2 separate regions of the Mus musculus genome follow, and region 2 is linked to region 1. A link is a contact called in public HiChIP or PLAC-seq data. All regions are on one chromosome and are shown on one strand. Each heading gives the region's core, a stretch centred on a gene start, on an enhancer-like site or on the middle of the called end of the contact. The rest is flanking DNA. Distances are from core to core; before and after follow the strand shown.

Evidence for each region. HiChIP or PLAC-seq counts read pairs in DNA pulled down with a chosen protein or histone mark.
Region 2: a contact with region 1 is called in an H3K4me3 HiChIP or PLAC-seq map of bone marrow-derived macrophages, with 7 times the contacts expected there. The contact joins two enhancer-like sites. A contact is called at or near these places in 1 of 115 datasets of contacts at active chromatin or transcription factors (bone marrow-derived macrophages) and 1 of 9 other capture datasets (embryonic stem cells).

What each region holds. Positions count from the first base shown.
Region 1 is chr12:111,878,584-111,883,514 of GRCm38.p6, forward strand. The region is part of intron 1 of Ppp1r13b (protein phosphatase 1, regulatory subunit 13B); the gene reads right to left. Among named protein-coding and RNA genes, the nearest start is that of Ppp1r13b, 27 kb to the right of the region's middle. Within about 2 kb of position 2,343, at least 5 of the 459 cell types and tissues checked have an H3K27ac peak or open chromatin away from gene starts, as enhancers often do. A contact at or near this core is called in bone marrow-derived macrophages, where this site is marked.
Region 2 is chr12:112,626,538-112,631,468 of GRCm38.p6, forward strand. Adssl1 (adenylosuccinate synthetase like 1) reads left to right here. Exons shown (of 13, transcript NM_007421.2): 2 at 1,764-1,866. Among named protein-coding and RNA genes, the nearest start is that of Adssl1, 9.0 kb to the left of the region's middle. Within about 2 kb of position 3,039, at least 263 of the 459 cell types and tissues checked have an H3K27ac peak or open chromatin away from gene starts, as enhancers often do. A contact at or near this core is called in bone marrow-derived macrophages, where this site is marked.

The sequences.
Region 1 (4,931 bases), core at 1,093-3,592:
ATGAGTCCCACGTCAATTTTTAAAAAAGATATAATAATAATTGGAAATTGACCATGTCTTAAAGGAAGAGTTGGCCTTAATAGAGTGATGAAAAAATTTCAAAATAAATAAATACTTAAGCCTAAAAATGCATATTAATATCAGTACTTGGGATTGTAGTGCAAAGGCAGGCTAGGCTGATCTCTTGAGTTCGAGGATAGCCTGGTCTACAGAGCACACTGCAGACAGCCTGGGCTACATAGAAAAACCCTGTCTCGAAAAAAGAAATCTTAAAAAGAAAATTGAAAGTCACAACTCAGACTAAAAAAATTATCTGGAAAAGTGTACAGGCAACAAGGAACTTGCATCCTAAAACACAGAAAGTTCTTAACATCAGTATGGAAACACACCTTTTCTAAGGAGCAAATGATGTGAACACACATCTAAGCAAAGCTGACGTGCAAATGCCATGTGTGCACAAGAAGTGTCGCGGGGAACAGCTTTCAGAACAATGACACAGTAGTCACCCTCAGTCAGGCAAACGGCCCTCCATAGTCCTGCCAACTCTGCTGTCACTGTTTCATGTTACAGGCACGCAGCAAAAGGAACTAAGCAGTAGACAATGCCACAGCCACTTTGGAAGACAATCCTATAAAATGTCCTATAAAACAAAACAGGGGTCACAGCTCTAATTCCAGTCCAACACTTGGGAGGCTGATGGTGTACGAGGAGTGCTACAAGTTCAAGACTAGCCTGGACTTCACAGTTAAGTGCCAGGCCCATCTAGGTACAGTGTCTCAAAACCTCTCCTCAAACACAAAAACACTTTTACCATATGATGTTTATTTTCACACAAAAGCTTGTATCAATTCTCAGAATTGCCAAAAATTTGGACACAACCAAGATGCCATTAGTAGATGAATGAGTCAACAAACTGACCTATTCAGACAGTGTAAGACTACAGCAATAAAAAGTATGTGCCATCAAGCCAGAAAATGACGAGGAGGACCTCTAACTATAAGCTGCTGGGTGAAACTGGTCTGAAAGGCTACATACATACTGCTGGATTCCAACTGTATAAGATTCTAGAAAAACAAAACAATAGAGTCTGGATCAGCTACAGGGCTGCAAGGGAGAACGGACTGCAGGGTCTTTCAGGACAACAAAGCTATTCTGAATGACACTGGAAGTGTGGAACATTACACATCTGTCAAAACTCACAGAGCTATATTCCAAGAGTGAAGCTCAGCCTATAAGCCAAGGACCTCAGTCAACCAAAACATATCAAAACTGGTCCATCACTGTAACAGATAGATCACAATGATAGTTAATAAGTGCTAGGTCTGCGGTGGGATGAGAAGAAAGCAGGAAAATTGTGTTTCTGTTCCATTTTTCTGTATTCCTAAAACTGCTGTAAAATGGAACAATAATATGAACTAGCCAGTACCCCCAGAGCTCCAAGGGACTAAACCACCAACCAAAGAGCACACATGGTGAAACTCCTGGCTCCAGCTGCACATGCAGCAGAGGATGGCCTTAGTTGGACATCAATGGGAGGAGAGGCCCTTGGTCCTGTGAAGGCTCCATGCCCCAGTGTGGGGGATGCGAGAGCCAGGAATGGGAGTGGGTGGGTTGGGGAGCAGGGGGATGGGGGGGATGGAGGAGGGTGTTTTTGGAGGGGAAACCAGGAAACGGGATAACATTTGAAATGTAAATAAAGAAAATACCCAATTTTTTTTAAAAAGGAAAAAAGTTAACAACAACAACAACAAAAGTGCTGTAAAATGGTATTTAATGTAAAATAAAAGCAAAAACAAAACAGCAAAAAACAGCAGTATCCTGTACCTGGCAAGAGTGCATGCAGACATTGTGTGTGTGAGAGTGTGTGTGTGCGCGTGTGTGTGTGTGTATGAGTGTGTGTGTGAGTGTGTGTGTGTGTGTGTGTGTGTGAGAGAGAGAGAGAGAGAGAGAGAGAGAGAAAGAGAGGGACAGAGAGAGACAAAGAGACAGTCAGTCAGTCACAGGAGAGGGGTGTCTATAAGAACTGAGTCACCTAATAAAATGTTTCTTAGTGTAGACCATGGCCCAATACTTTGAGAGAATAGCAGGATGGTCTTATGAAATTCTCAAGAGCTAGTATTAAACTAAAGGAAGAGTCACTGCCCTAGGAAAGTCACTGGCACCACTAGTTTCCAACCTCCTTAGTGCAGTGTAAGGGCTTCTCACACCCTTAACTTCTGTCTTTACTCTAAGACAGCTACTACTTTTCACTTTACAGATTAGGAAAAGGGGCTTGGAGAGCTTAATCATGGGTTCAAATCATGGAGCTCACAAAACTAGAGAGAAAGAGAGCTTAACTCACTCTGCCTGACTCAGAGCTAAGGCACTCTGAACCAGTTCTCCAAAGCACTTCCCCAGTGCATCAAAATACAAAAGAGAGGAGAAAATGTTTCTAGAGATTTTTTATATGAGAGTTCTAATAGTCTCTTGATTGGTATAATCTTTCATCATTCGTTTATATTTCAATTAGCCAGGTTATACCTAATGCTTTTATTTAAAGTTATCAATTGCAAACTGAGAGCTTTTCCCCATGTAGGCACTATATATACTGTGGGATAAGAGCAAAGAATCATGGCATTTCCTCCAATTAACCACAACAATGGAACAGAAAAATTATTTGACCTAAACCATATAAACTTTCTAATTAAATGTTCTTGGCCTTTAATCCCAGCACTTGGGTGTCAGAGGCAGGCAGATTTCTGAGTTTGAGGCCAGCCTGGTCTACAAAGTGAGTTCCAGGACAGCCAGGGCTACACAGAGAAACCCTGTCTCAAAAAAACAAAGAAACAAAAAAACAAAAATAAAAACAAAAGTCTACTATACCCTGCCCCATATGTATTTTTAATCTGCATTACTCATATACTGAAGAGAATTACAGATGTACATTACACATAAGCCTGAATTCACGCTATCATTTATAACAGCCAAAAATAGAAATAGCCCAAACTTACAAAGATAATTTAGAAATTTTACTTATGTTTCTGTGTCTGCCACCTGTGTGTACATGCCTATGGAGGCCAGCAGAGAGGGACTGACAGAGCCCATGGAGCTGGAATTCAAGGCAGCTGTAAGCCACCAGCTATGGGCATCATCTTCCTAAAGAACAACAAGCACTTTGTACTGCTGAGCCATTCCTCCAGTCCTAACTGCCCAAACTTACTGTTGCAAAGTTTTTATTTATTTATTTACTGTATATGAGTACACTGTAGCTGTACTGATGGTTGTGAGTCATCATGTGGTTGCTGGGAATTGAACTCAGGACCTTTGGAAGAGCAGTCAGTGCTCTTAACCGCTGAGCCATCTCTCCAGCCCAGCCCAGACTTACAAATGGCTGAATACTATGTAATGTACTCTGAACTTAGATTATTACTTGGTGGTGGTGCACACCTTTAATGCCAGCACTTGGGAGTCAGAGGCAGGCAGATCTCTGAGTTGCCAGTCTGGTCTACAGAGTGAGTTCCAGGACAGCCAGGGCTACACAGAGAAACTCTGTCTCAAAAAACAAGCGCAAACAAAAAAGAATAATTCTATTCATATGAAATGCCCGGAGCAAACTACCCATGAAGACAGGAAGCAGACTAGTGGCTGCCAGGAGCTGCAGGGACAGTTGATAAGAATATGGTTTCTTTGGGGAGATGAAGATATAAATAACTAGATAGCCATAATGATGGTACAATTGTGGATGTTTTTAAAAGCCCAGAACTATGTGATTATGTATCAATAAAACTTATTAAAACATTCTTAGTTATGCCAATTCAATCTATCGATATTTTTTCTCAATGAAGCAGCTTTAACTATTATAACAGGGCATTGTACCACTGGCTCATATCCCAGGAATCAGGAGACCAAGAGGCAAGGAGATTGCCGAGGTTGAGGCTAGTCTGGGCTACACAGCTAGACATTTTCTCAAACAACTCATTGTATTATTTACTTCTTTGTATTTTTTTTCTTCCTTCCTGGTAATATAAACTTATAATAACACATATCCTATTCTGTCATGTCTGTACACACAAAAATTTTCTTTTTGTTAGTAGGAAAATAGGGCTTAAAAACAAAGACAATTAAGCTAAGGATATACCTCAGAGGTAGAATATATGCTTAGCAGGCATGGAGGCCTACCACCTGAAAGGAATTACCAAAATAGTAACCTTGAAGAACAATATTTATAGATTCAGAGTGCAACTTCCAAAAGAAAAGTAAACTCAAAATCCCTCACCCCTCATTTTACAATCGACTGTTAACTCTGTCTTGTAGGTGTACAATGGCTCTTGAAAGCTGTAACATTTTGGATTTGCTTTATAAAGATGTGAGCTATTGTTTTTAAATGTTTCTCATCTTAAGAAACTCAGCAAGAGTATAGTATAGAGCACACGTGCCAGTGCCTGAGCACTGTAGGGAAATACCCGAGTAGATGACCTGGAGGTCACACTACACAGAGAGCTAAGACAGAACTGAGATAAGACACCATGAAGCAAGGCAGACACACTGTTGCCAGAGTGGTCTGGGTAGTTTCACCTAAGTGTGTTCCATGAGGAGCAGCCAGTGTTAGCAACCTTCAGTAGCAACTACGAACAGGATCAAGAAAACACCTGGGAAAACTAAACATGAATTTACCAGGTACATTTGTCACATTTGTTATTTTAAAAGAGGAGGCCGAAGAGATGGCTCAGAGGGTTAAGAATATCTGGGTTGGATTCCCAACACCTATGACTGCTCACAACATCCAGGGCATCCAATGACTACTTCTGGCTCCCTCAGGTGCTGCATGGACACAGGACACCCACTTAACTTCAGGCAAAACACTCATACAAATAAAATAATGAAAAAAATAATAAAATTTTTAAAAGAAATTTAAGAGCAAAAAGAGAAGGAGCACGAAGTGGGGTGGCCTT
Region 2 (4,931 bases), core at 1,789-4,288, 750 kb after region 1:
CTCTGTGTCATTTCTCCTGCTCCATGGGCAGCCCAGGGTCACAGAGGTTGTAAGGACAGACTGCCTGCTACCTCCAGGTTTCCCAAGGAGGTAACCTCCTGTGCCTGGAGCCACCCCAAGAATCAAGAGCTCCCTGCAAGTCTTGTTAAGCCGGGGAGCCTCCCGGACAGTCCCCGCCCTTTACACAGCAAAAGGCTCCAGCAGAATTGTTTCAGAGGCTTCGGGACAGACTGCATAGCATGCCTTCTCTAATAGTTGGTTGTCTGGGGTCCACGCCATGAAGTTGGCCTCTAGCTGACCCATCTCTGTCAACTACATGATAATAAGCCCCACAGAGGGCAGGCAAGGAACAGGAAACTTAGGCATACAGGTCTGGGGCCTTCTCTTAAAACTCTTGGAAAGTGAAGTCCTTGGAGGGAGAGCCCCTTACCCAGGCTCTCAGCATCAGTATCATCTGCCGCCTACCTCAGCAGGAGCTGGGAGATGTGATCCTTCATATCCCCGTGCTTAGGGGTGTCATGAAAGGAGGTGAACCTTCACTGAGGGTCCTACTTTAGTAGGCAAGGGAAAGATGTGTGGAGCTGAGGTGTCTCAGCTCCATCAGCAAGGTAAACAAAAGTGTCGTGTGCCTGGCCTGTCTGTCTTCTGGGGCAGGGAGGGGAACTGGAGCTGAGGGTCCCTAAACTACAGTGAGCACAGCTGCTCTCCATTGTAGTTAGGGGCACCACAGCGCTGTCTGCAGGTGGGATTTGGTACTACAGGCCGTAACTCTCAACGTGTGGGTTGATCCCTTTGGGGGGTCACATATCAGATGCCTGGCCTATCAGACATTTACATTATGATTCATAACAGTAAAAAAATATACTTATGAAGTAACAACAAAATAATTTTATGGTTGGGGGTCACTACAACATAAGGAACTGTATTAAAGGGCCACAGCTTTAGGAAGGTTGAAAACCATTGTTCTAGAAGGCCCTTGTGCCTTGTTCCCCAACACACACACACACACACACACACACACACACACACACACCAGCACACCCAGACTACAAGTTTCTGCTGGACAGAGATCTGCTAAGGAGGCTCCCCTACCTCCTGTGGGTGACAGGATTCCACAGTCAAAGGCAAGAGAGTTTTAGTGACTCACCACCATGAGGCTCTGGAGCTGTGTACTTGTGGTCAGGTGACTGGCTAATGGCGGAAAGATGCTGGAGCCTGAAGCCTGTCCTTGGCGTGGACCCTCTCCCCACCCTGAAAACCCTATCCCAGCTGGACTGTCCACAGTCAGCCTGAATTCCCAAAAGAAACAGCCTCCCTAGAACAGGCTGACCCAGGAGTCGCCTGGTCCTTTCATTTTTACCCAGGGTGGGGCCTGGTGAGGAGTGTGTGTGTGTGTGTGTGTGTGTGTGTGTGTGTGTGTGTGTGTGTGCAAGCTGGGCTGTGGGGTCTGCGCTTACCACCTCATTCCTCCCTGGTAGAGAGGGGAACTCAGCAAGGTCCACCTGCCAGGGCTGAAGTAAAGCCCTGGGACCAGGCTGGGCCTGAGCACCTCCATCTGGCCATCCCAGCATCAGATACTACTAACTCAGCCCAAGGTCCTGACCATGATTTAGACTCCCCAAGCCCTAACACTGGACAATACTTCTTATGCACCATGTCGGGAGAGAGCTGGCTTTAGAGTGAGGCTAGAGTCCTAGGCAGGCCCCTGTGAGATAGTCTTCAACCCTCGGGTACCAATGGCTCATTCCGGTCTCTGTTTCTAGGGGGGCAACAATGCGGGGCACACAGTAGTGGTGGACGGCAAGGAGTATGACTTTCACCTGCTCCCCAGCGGCATCATCAACACCAAGGCCGTGTCATTCATTGGTGAGTGCCCCTGCAGCCCCAGCCTGACTTCCTGAACCAGGATGCCAGTGTGTGTGGAGAGGGTGGGGAGTCTCACTGTACAAACCCCAAGGCTGGGCCTGCCTTGTGTGCTCCCCTGGAGCCCCCAGCCAGAAAGTGTCCTCTGAGCCTGGTCTCAGCAGGAGTCAGAGGGTAGAGGAAGCTTTGTGGCACACACAGAGCTCTCTCTGTCTCAGTGTGTGTGTGTGTGTGTGTGTGTGTGTGTGTGTGTGTGTGTGTGCTCAAGTTCATGTGTATGGATATGTTTGTATGTGTGGAGATGAGTGTGGAACAGTGTGCCGTCGGAGCACATGGGTCTGGGAACAGCCTGGGCACATTTATAGCTGTTCTTTCCTGATGCTGCCTGGGCTGTTATAGCCATCTACCCCTCGGACAGCTGTTCCAGATGTCTGACGAGGCTTCCCTACCCTGGTCTCTCTGGTTGATGAAGAACCCCCCCCCCCATCCAGCTCACCCCCAGCCCCTCTTGTCTTCATTCGTCCAGCTCTGGTTGATATACTTGTGGCTTATCTGACCCCCACATCTCAGTCAGGAAGCAAAGGCAAGGTACTGCCTGGCCAGAAGCCAGCAGATAGCACAGGTCTGGCCCATGGTGTAAGAGCAGAGGAAGGAAATCTACAAGGGGCTGGGGTGGGCGGAGTCAGGGCTCAGGCTGGAGTGGGCGTGGTTGGGGCTCAGACTCCACAGAGCCCCTCCTCTCAAGTACACGCTGTCTCTAGCCCTCCGGGTCCAGAGCCAGGATGGTGGTGACAGTCACCTTCCACAATGAGGAGCCCCAGCTACCGAGGTGGCCTGCCCCCGTGTGTGCTCAGCAGAGCGGCAGAACGGGGTGCTGCCCATCCTTTGGGGAGCCTTCAGGAAACAAACTGCTTCTACCCATCCAGAACCTTCCCTGGTGGAACGTCACAGTGACAATGCACGTGACCCAGATCATGTGCTGCTCAGCCCTGGGGATGGCTTGGAGCTGACAACAGGAGAGTGACTGGCAACTGGAAGCTTGCTCAAGAACAGAGGAGCCGTGCTCATCCAAAGGGTGTCTGCTCGCTCAGAGCAGCCACTCTGCAGGAGCACCAGCCTGTGCTTGCGACACTCCTCGCCTCTCTGCTGCGGGGTTATTTCAAGATGTTGTGGCATTTGAGTGACCTTTTATGTTCAGGGTGGCTTGTGTAATCTCTGAGTCACTCCGATCTGGACTGGTGTTCCACCTCCCTCTGCCAAACCTATGCCATGGCCAACCCCACGAGGCTAGCGTAGGGTTCCTCCTGAGAGCAACGGTGATCTCTGCTTACTTGGATCTCCTCAGTCCAGACCCTACACTGGCGAGCTGTGTGGCTTCAGCAGGCCCTCCTCACCCCTCTCGGCCTGTGTATAGGCATCGAGCTGTGTGGGCTTACTCTGAGGATCCTGTATTTGGTTTTCCATGATAAACTATAGCCTCCAGGATCCTTGTAGGGTTCTGGAAACCTTTCCACATTTCTCTGTGCTTCCGATTCTTTTTTTTTTTTTTTTTTTTTTAAGTAAGTACACTGTAGCTGTCTTCAGACACTCCAGAAGAGGGAGTCAGATCTCATTACGGATGGTTGTGAGCCACCATGTGGTTGCTGGGATTTGAACTTCGGACCTTCGGAAAAGCAGTCGGGTGCTCTTACCCAGTGAGCCATCGGAAGCACCAGCCCGTGCTTCCGATTCTTATGGAACTGCTTCATTGAACCATCATTTACACATTACGTCAGGGGTGGAGAAGGAGCTCAGTGGTTAAGGACACCAGCTGCGTTTCCAATTTCCGGCACACACGTGGTAGCTCACGAGTCGGTAACTGAAGTTCCAGGTTATCTGACACCCTCTTCTGGCCTCCATGGGCACCAGACATGCTCAGTCATATGCAAGCATAACACCCACACACATCAAATGCAATAAAATAAAATATTTTAAATTACCCACTGTAAAGGTGAGGCAGCACAGTTGATTCTAGAATGTTCTGAGGCAGTAGTTTATATTTGTGTTGTTTTGCTTTGCTTTGCTTTTAAGGAGGGGTCTCATGTAGCCCAGGCCAGACTGGAACCTGTTCCAAAGCCAAGTCTAACCTTGGCTTGTCCTCACCCTGAGAAGTGGGTTGATTTGAAAATTTGAGAACCCAGACTGGCTCCAAACTCATGATCCTCTTGCCTCAGCCTCCCAAGTGCTGAGAGTCTGGGCCTGCACATCATGTTTGCTGTGGGCTTAAAGCTGCTGTTCTGAGTCCAGAGTCATAGCCACTTAGACCAGGATGCAGTCTGGTGTGCTGGGTAGAGAAGGCTAGCCCTGGAGGTATGCAGGGGTGGGGGCTGCAGGAACAGGGCACTGGGGAATCTGGGTTCTGTATATGTTGGATAGAAAGAGGGCTTCCTGCTAGGCCAACCTGGAGCAGGCAGCTTGCGGGCTTGGGACCCTGGCTGTGTTAAAGCTCAGTCCCTCCTCTCTGGACTACGGTGGTTACCACATGGAAGACAGCCTCCGTTCCTATTTGCTTTCTGTTGCTGAAGCACTCCGACTAAAAGCAACTTGGGGAGGAGAGAGTTTATTTGGCTTACATTCCCAGGTCACAGTTCATTGTTGAGGGAAGCCAAGGCAGGAACTTAAATAGGATCTGAAACGAAAACCAAAGAGGAATTCTGCTTACTGGCTCTCACTCTCTGGATCATTCATGCCCAGCTCTATCTGTCAGTTTATCTATCTATCTATCTATCTATCTATCTATCTATCTATCTATCTATCTATCTACCTACCTACCTACCTACCTACCTACCTACCTATCTATCTATCTATCTATCTATCTATCTATCTATCTATCTATCTATCTATCTATCTATTTTCTCCTCCTCATTCTTTGTTTGGGTCTTGCTATGTAGACCAGGCTAGCCTTGAGTCATAGAGATCTTCTGTGCTTCTTCCTCTAGACTGCTGTGATTGAAGGCATGCTCCACCATGCCCAGCCTCGGCTAACTTTCTTTTACAGCCCAGGCCCCCGCCTACGAATGGCATCACCC